Linked DNA regions of Mus musculus: region 2 is linked to region 1. Evidence: chromatin contacts called from public HiChIP or PLAC-seq data. All regions are on one chromosome and are shown on one strand. Each heading gives the region's core, a stretch centred on a gene start, on an enhancer-like site or on the middle of the called end of the contact. The rest is flanking DNA. Distances are from core to core; before and after follow the strand shown. Region 1 overlaps Iqgap2 (IQ motif containing GTPase activating protein 2). Region 2 holds the start of Iqgap2 (IQ motif containing GTPase activating protein 2).

Region 1 (4,106 bases), core at 463-2,962:
GACTTTGTAGAGGAGAGTTTCCTCCAGTTTTAGCAAGTCACTACTAATGCCAACTGGCTGGCTAGCTTAGTTGATTAGAGAATGGCGCTAAGGAGAACAAAATGCCAAAATCGGCTGATACAGGCTCAGAGATGGAAGCAATTACATTCTATGGCAATCCCGTGAGGAGAGCTTGCACAGAGGCATAAGAAACTACAAAAAAGAGCTGCATGGAAATAGAAGCATAAGACGGGGGTTGGGGGGGGGGGGCGAGTCCAGTGCCAAGAACACTCACACAATGCAACGTAAAACTAGCCCAAGACCTACCCTTTGATAAGGTGCGGCCACTGTTTAACTGCCACTCCCCACTACCTGCTCCCTTCACACAGGTACCACGGCCACCATATCCTGTGTCAATCCATTCATCTGTCCACAAATATTTCAGTGGCTGCTTGGTGCCAGCCAGTTCAGACAAAATGTATGACTCACAAGGTCTCTTCTGGAATTTTTATTACAGTTACACAACCAAGATTTGGCACCAGGACAAGGAGCTTGGGTTTGGGAAACACACTCAAGGGAGGGTTGGCATGAGTGTCCCCAACCGTGGCTGGCTTCATAAGATGGTATTATTTGGGTTGTACGCCTTTAAGGAAAATCAGATTAGAAGTCTGATAGGAATAATCAATTCGGAGACATACACCCACCATTTAGTATTTTAAGTACACATTGTTATTCTGTGTGACTCAAAATTCTCTACTGAGAATCCTAAATATCCTCAGGTATGTAATTCAGTTGGGTGTGGAACCAAATTCTATGGTTGTATTGCCTTAAAGGGAACACCTAAATAAATAAGACCCACTCTCAGGACTTAAGGACTGTTCATAGGCTGTGGGATGCACTGGTACCCAAGGAAGACACTAGAAGAGACTCGGGGCAGAGGCAGGAGGATGGAATTAAAGGATAACAGAACCAAAAGACTAAGGTTTGAAGAACGCTGACATTAAGGACATATTAAGGAAACAAGACCCAAGGAAAATTCTGGTTCCATGTCAGCTGCTTGAAGCCTTCCATGGCTACTTAAACTCTAAAGGACCCCATAATCAAACTTCCCTAAACTGGATTTCCTTTAAAAAAAAAAAAAAAAAAAAAAAACAAGCCTGAGTTAGAAGTTGTTGTTAGCAACCCTATACGTATTCTCAGCCACTCTTAGAGTATAAGGCAATATTGCAAGTGTTTGGGCCCCTGGAGGCTGCATCAAGTCACAGAGATGCTGAGCAGACAGCTGCCCCAGGTGCTTCTATCTCCCGACCAAGGGCCAAGGAAACAACAGGTACTTAGTGAGAACTGCTTGACTTGAAGGCATGGGCATCAGGTCCATCCAATCCTCACGCTACCAAGTCTGCCACCCAAAGTACAGTCATCTTTGTCATCTTCTGAGGAAAAGGGAACTTCATTTAGAACAGTTCCTTGGATTTCTCCCCATCACACACCTCTAAGATCCTTCCAAAGCCGGAAACCAACACATAACCCAGGGCCATTCGGGTTAGGCAAAGCTGTAAACGTCTCTAGACCCATATTGTTATAGAAAAAAACAAAAACAGAAAAAAAAAAACCTCCTAAATCTTCATATTTAGCACTGGGGGAATTTCTGAGATGTGGCAAAACCAGGCAATGAGGGTAAGCTACCAGTACAAAAGCTTTAAACAAGTGTCACAATCATTTGAGTGTCACCAGGGTTGACAAGTATTAAGAAACATCTATGTCACATCAAAACAGGAAAATGGAATAGGAAATAGGTCCGGCCTTAGGAAAATTACCAAACCTTTCCTGTCAATCAGCTTATACTGTACAAGATCCACAGGGGAGCCGGGCATTCTGATAGCAAATGCCTGCAATTCCAGCAACTCAGAGCTGAGGTGGAAAGATCGTGAGCTACATAGTGAGCCCAAGGTTGGCCTGGGGTACATAGCAAGACCCTATAAATAAAACAGAGAGAGGGAGACAGACAGAGAGAGAGACAGAGAGAGAGAGAGAGAAACAGAAACAGAGAAACAAGAACAGAGAAACAGAAACAGAAAGGCAGAGAGAATATGCTAAGGGGTAAGGGACAGAAAAAAAGAGACAGAAACACACAGAGAGGGAGAGAGGGTTCTTAGATCCCACTCACACAGACATATTGTGAACATTACACTTGAGTGCTCAGGTCTGAACGGCACCTTTTTGGAGCAGGAAATCATTGCTAATTCTCACAGACCAAAGGAAAATCCATTCAGTCCATTATAAACTTAAAACAGGAATCTCAGGGCCTAGCAAACACAGAAGTGGATGCTCATAGTCAGCTATTGGATGGATCACAGAGCTCCCAATGGAGGAGCTAGAGAAAGTACCCAAGGAGCTAAAGGGATCTGCAGCCCTATAGGTGGAACAACATTATGAACTAACCAGTACCCTGGAGCTCTTGACTCTAGCTGCATATGTATCAAAAGATGGCCTAGTCAGCCATCACTGGAAAGAGAGGCCCATTGGACACACAAACTTTTTTTTTGCCCCAGTACAGGGGAACGCCAGGGCCAAAAAAATGGGAATGGGTGGGTAGGGAAGGGGGGGGGAGGGTATGGGGGACTTTTGGGATAGCATTGGAAATTTAATTGAGGAAAATACGTAATAAAAAATATTAAAAATTAAAAAAACAAAACAAAACAAAAACAAAAAAAAAAAAAAAAAAACCAGGAATCTCTAACTGCTCCAGAATTGAGATACCCAGTGCAGATCACGCTGGGACGAGAAACGGAATCCTGGGATTTCGCTCAGTTATGGAGAACAAAAGTCAATGATTCCTAGATTTGGTGTTATTAATTTTTATTTGCAAAATGGTAATTTTTCAAGAACTGTTTTAGAAACCATATCACCACCTGCTGCCAGGAAGGCCCATCCCCCACATTTCTCACAGATCTCAGTGAGGAAGAGGAGAGTGTTAAGTTTCCAGGAGCGAAGTTGAGACTCCAATGGTAGAGGGCAATTTTTAAATCTGTTGCTACTGTTTCTAAACAATGGGAAGGAACTTAGCTCACTTCCACTCGGTATGAGCCCCATGCTCACGGGTTTCACTGTAAAAGGTCTCAAATTACTTAGATCCAGTCCTAAGGTGATGCACACTATTCTCTATAAATAACGAATAAAGGCCTGAAGGTCAAGGTCGACTCAACTTTAACGTCCTGTGAGAATGAGGCAACACCAGAATAGCCTTCCTAAGTTAAATATCAATGGTCTCCTGAGCTGATCCCAAGGAAGTCACTAACCAGTACCTCTTCTCTCAGAAGCCAACATCTGCTGGCCATGGTGCTACAACCAGCTTTGGGGAAATAGAGACAGGAGGATTCTGAGTTTGAGACCACCCTGGGCTACATAGCTAGTTTCACACTAGCAAAGGGATAGGTGGTAAGACCCTACCTAAAAAAAAACAAGAAAACAGATAATCACCCCACACAGTAAAATATCGTAGGATAGTTCTACAAAGCTGAAAGATTTAGAAGACAAGAGGATAATGAGTCATACCTGGTCTTTAAAGAAACCAATAGCAAGCACAAAAGAAAGAACAACTTCTTGGTTCTTAATGGATTTCTTCCCTGTGGATCTCATAGTCTGAAGGCCCGGGATTCTTTAGTCTTATGAACATTTGAGGAAAAGCACGGAGGTTAATACTTAGTGAGGCAAGGCTTCATGTATGTTATCTCTTTGTCCCTACATTCCTCTTTCTGGAGGAATCCCATTCTTTGATGTCCAGATAGGAGATAAACCAAAGAGAGGCCATGTGGGCTCAGACCATTGGAGATCATAAAGAAGTCAGTGACAGGCCAGGCAGTGATGGCACACACCTTTAACCCCAGCACTTGGGAGGCAGAGGCAGTCGGATCTCTGAGTTCGAGGCCAGCCTGGACTAGAGTAAGTTACAGAACACCCAGGGTTACATAAAGAAACCCTGTCTCAGAAAAAAAAAAAAGTCACACCTAGTCAAGGATTAATACTGAACACTCCATTAATCATCTGTAAAACAAAAATAATGCCAACTACCTTATGAAACTATTGTATAAGAATCATATACCTGGGGCTGGAGAGATGGCTCAGAG
Region 2 (4,106 bases), core at 763-3,262, 47 kb after region 1:
AAGTGACTCCAACAACAGCACCCCGCCCTGCCACTCCAGATCAGCGCAGAAACTTAGAGGAAGATTTCTCAGGAATGTGGCTCATTCAGCAGAGCAGGCGTCAGGCTTGCCAAATCAATGCCTCCTTGATTAGTCTTCTAAGGCACGCTGCAGAGACAGGCTGGTTCAATAAAAATCAGGCATCATATCAGATGCCCATGCAGGGGCTAATGGAAATGCTGCATTCCTGATCCACATTCATCCCCTTCACATTGTGCATAAAACGGGGATAACGCAGACCGTGTGATGTCAAACCATCTTGTAATGTGTGCTCGCCTAGTTACAGATCTTTTAGTCATCTTAACAGCGCAACACGGTGAAGTCACCCTCTGTCCCAAGAGCTTGTCACAGGAAAGGACTCCCAAAGACCTGAGGTTGACACTGCAAGCACCAGATGAGCACAGGGCTCCTCCTCCAGCCCCAGGAGCTCTCTGAGTGGTTTATCCACTGCAAACTGGGCAGGCTGCAAGCAAAATGCTGGGTGGCTGAATGCATTTTCTCACTTTACAGAAACTGCAGCTGGCTCCTTGCTGTCACAAGGAAAAAACAAACCTCTCACCTCTGACAGTCCCTTCCAAGACTGGGATGTGTGTGTGTGTGTGTGTGTGTGTGTGTGTGTGTGTGTGTGTGTGTGTGTGTGTGTGTGTGTGTGTGAGAGAGAGAGAGAGAGAGAGAGAGAGAGAGAGAGAGAGAGAGAGAGAGAGACTGACTGACTGACTTAGGGAAGTTGGCGACCCTCTTCCAAAAATTTCATCCGTGCTCCTACCAAACACCACAAACCACATGAACACACTAACTCTGTTGCAGTTGTCACCACCTTAACCTAAACCTGGTACTGCGTCTAACAAGACCAGTCCAAGCAAAAGATTAACCCATGGTTCGTGGCCATGCGTTTGTCGACAGGGCCAACCCGGGAGAAGAAGCCAGCGTTCTGTTTGTTTTAAAGGAAATACTTCCTAGCGCATATTTAGGACTCTGAACTCTGCACAAGGGGCCACGTGGTTGGCGATAATCTGGCTCCCTCTTGTTAGTCAAAGCCACCTCTTTCCGCCGCCGGCAGCCCGGGGCTGGGTAACCGACACCGTCACTTTCAATCAGACCGGCTCAGAGTCTGTCCTTACAGAAATCCTCCCGCGCAGGAGATCGGGGGCGGGGAGAGCCACCGGGAAAGTGGCTGGGGGCGGTACGTGTCCCTGGAGGCCTTGGCTGGAAGGGCCTCACACCTGTGGGGCCTAAGTGGCTCTAGCTGCTCAGGTGAGGCCCAAAAGAGACTAGTAGGAGAAGCCTGCCCTTCCAGGAAAGTGCCTTCACCTCTCGCAGAGCGCGCGGGCACAGGAGCTGCGCTGCCCACCTGTAGCGACAGCAAACAAACTTTCCGCCCCTTTTGGGTGGGAAGCATCGGATCCCCTACGCCACCCTCTGGCTCGAGCCGGCAGCGCCCAAAGCAAGGCGGGCTCCTCACCTGATACCCCTAAACCACAACCTGATCTGCACCAGAGCTGCTGAGGCTTGCGAGGTGGAGGGACTTAGCTGGAAGCTGCAATTAGGAATTTGGAAGAAAGGGGCTTGGAAATCCGCGCCCTGCTCCTTTGCAATTCCAATTCTCAACTTTGCCAGCCGCTGCCCTCCGCAGCGCGCCCTCAAGCCCCTCGGCCTCCCCAACGCCGTCCCAGGGAGAGGGGCGCCCCGAGATCAACGGGAGCCCGAACACTCACAGCCGTAGCGGGGCCGTTGCAACGACGGCAGCTCTTCGTGCGGCATCCTGCGCTGCTCTGGGGGCCCTCCCGGGGAGCGCCCCCCGTGGTTTCCCTCGCTGGCCAGGCTCGCGGGCTCCGCGCCCGGCGGGCGCGCTCCGATCCCACCTCTGGGCTGCCCTCGCCCGGCTTCTCGGAGCTGACCGCTCCGCTCCCTCGGTGCTCCTTCACTCGCGCCTGCGGCGGCCGCGTCTCGCTGACACCGGGGCAAAAGTGAACTATCTCCTCCCTCGCTCGCTCGCTCGTTCGCCCGCCCGCCCGCCCGCCCGCCCGCGGGCCGTACCGCCTCCCCCAGCAGGTTTCCTTTCTCCTCCCGCCCGGCCCCGTTATTCACCGCGGTGGGAGCGCGCCGCCGTGCAGCGACCCCTACTGGCCGCACAGCGCAGCGCCCGGTTGCGAGGACCCGCCTCCCGCGAGAGGAAGGGGCTGAGAGGCACCCTGGACCCCTGCAGCTGGAGCCCAGCGCACAGATGGAGGGCGACTTGGAGCATCCGGAGGGTGGAAGTGAACCAGCGCAGGGAAGAGCAAGAAAAACCACAGCAGACCACAGGCACCCAGTTCGCCTGGGTGTTGCTCAGTGACTGAGAGACAAACATTGCAGTTCCTTTTCCTCTAGAGAGATTGCACGGGGACAACCCTCACACACTCACCTCCCCACCCCACCCCCGAGCCCCGCGAGCGCCTGCTTCTCGCATTTAGGGGTATAAACGAAAGTTGTTTATGACTTTTGGCTTACGAGACACAGGATTCCCCTTTCTTGACAAGAAACGGTAAGGGTGAGCTCGTGCGCGGGCTGCAGGAGCAAGATTAACAGCCTCCAAACAACACTCAGAACACAACTGCCAGTCATCCGCCCACCCCTCTGCCAGCCCGCCCCCAATGTGCAAAACTGTCGCTCAGGCCCAGCCGGGGTCGCACAACCACAAACCCCTTTCCGGCTCAGCTTTTGAGACAGAAACCACAAGTAGCTGTTTTAAAAGCACGGTTTTCATGCGGTTGCTTGGAGCCTGGAGGAATGTGGGAGCCCCCCCCCCCCAAACATGGGCCACTGCTTTTTCACAAACGTGGGGCATGTGGGTGATCACATGACTGAAAAAAAATCATCAAAAGAGAGGGTCATAAGAGATGATTTAGCCGAAGAAAGGTGGTCTAGCGACACTAGTCACCTTTAATTAAGCAAATCTACAGAGAGCAGCCAGCTGCTTTCTGGGAGACACAATGAACTCTTGAAACTTGAAATTCAGACTCTTGGACCCCGCCCCGCCTCCAGTTCCGTTGGTCTGAGTTGAGGCTCATGAACTTGCGTTTCTCACAAGTGGTCAGTGAAGCTGAAGTTGTGCCAGCCTATGAGTTAGGTGCACAGGAAGAGGGAAGTCTCATCAGATGAGAGCGAGAGGATTCCCCACCCCCACCCCTAGAGACATTGGATTCTCACCCTGTTGGAATGGGATGAAAGGGATTTTCCTCCCCACAAAAGTAGATGCTTCTAATGCTATGGCCACAGGTCAGCAATACTCATCCTGTGACCAGCCTGTCAGCCAGGCTTCTTCCATGTCTCAGAGACGCCATGTTGGACTCTAAAACGCACTGCGTATTCTGTGCATCAAAGATGAACTCCTCACACATCAGTTCTCAGGATGAACACCAGGATGCAGGGCCTCAAGAAGTAGATGGTCTATGTGAGGAGAGGTGGGAGGAAATCGCTGTAAACCACAATGGCCTGAGAAGGTGGTATGATTTCAAAGTGTGGTGTCAGGTGGAGTTTGAAAATAGGCAAGAGTTGGGTGGAGAACATCCTATCCTAAGAGACAGGCAAGGATGGGAGCCATGAGCTGGAACCTGAGCTTGGGCTGGGAACCTATTACTAAGCAGCAGAGCACTTTCTGAATGTCAGACCAAGTGGTCGATTATGACAATTAAGGGACATTTGAGAGCCCTTAAAGGCGTTCTAGGGTGGTTTTGTTGTTTGTTTATTTTTGAGACAGGATCTTGCCCTACTTGTGACCCCACAGCCTCAATCTCCCAGGAGCTGGGCTTGCATATGAGGGCTACAACAACCACCCATGACTTCTTGGTTTTGAGCATAAGAATCGCAGAATGTTCTGGACTTGAGAAAAGGTGAGTTCTGGCCAGATTACAAAATGTATTAGAGCAAACAAGGTGGAGATGCTGATGTTGGATGGAAGGGGCTATAGAAGACGTTAGGAAAGAAGAGCTTCTATGAAGTTGACCTCAGGAAGCATGATGCTTTCTTGCAGACAGGCTGAAGGTCCTTCAATGCTAACAAGTCATAGGTGGGCTGGATAGAGTGAA

What was found. HiChIP or PLAC-seq counts read pairs in DNA pulled down with a chosen protein or histone mark.
Region 2: an H3K4me3 HiChIP or PLAC-seq map of bone marrow-derived macrophages shows a contact between it and region 1, with 6 times the contacts expected there. The contact joins the promoter of Iqgap2 here to the enhancer-like site in region 1. A contact is called at or near these places in 7 of 39 promoter capture datasets (cranial neural crest, hematopoietic stem and progenitor cells, hippocampal neurons and 3 more), 25 of 484 Hi-C or Micro-C datasets (CD4 T cells, ECoMG-derived neutrophils, bone marrow-derived macrophages and 15 more), 13 of 115 datasets of contacts at active chromatin or transcription factors (the HPC-7 cell line, bone marrow-derived macrophages, embryonic forebrain and 8 more) and 5 of 9 other capture datasets (adipose tissue, bone marrow-derived macrophages, liver and 2 more).

What each region holds. Positions count from the first base shown.
Region 1 is chr13:95,843,394-95,847,499 of GRCm38.p6, forward strand. All of the region lies in intron 1 of Iqgap2 (IQ motif containing GTPase activating protein 2), which reads right to left. Among named protein-coding and RNA genes, the nearest start is that of Iqgap2, 46 kb to the right of the region's middle. Within about 2 kb of position 1,713, at least 21 of the 459 cell types and tissues checked have an H3K27ac peak or open chromatin away from gene starts, as enhancers often do. A contact at or near this core is called in ECoMG-derived neutrophils, bone marrow-derived macrophages, hematopoietic stem and progenitor cells and 3 more, where this site is marked.
Region 2 is chr13:95,889,910-95,894,015 of GRCm38.p6, forward strand. It overlaps Iqgap2 (IQ motif containing GTPase activating protein 2), which reads right to left and starts at 2,013. Exons shown (of 36, transcript NM_027711.1): 1 at 1,755-2,013. The coding sequence starts at 1,800.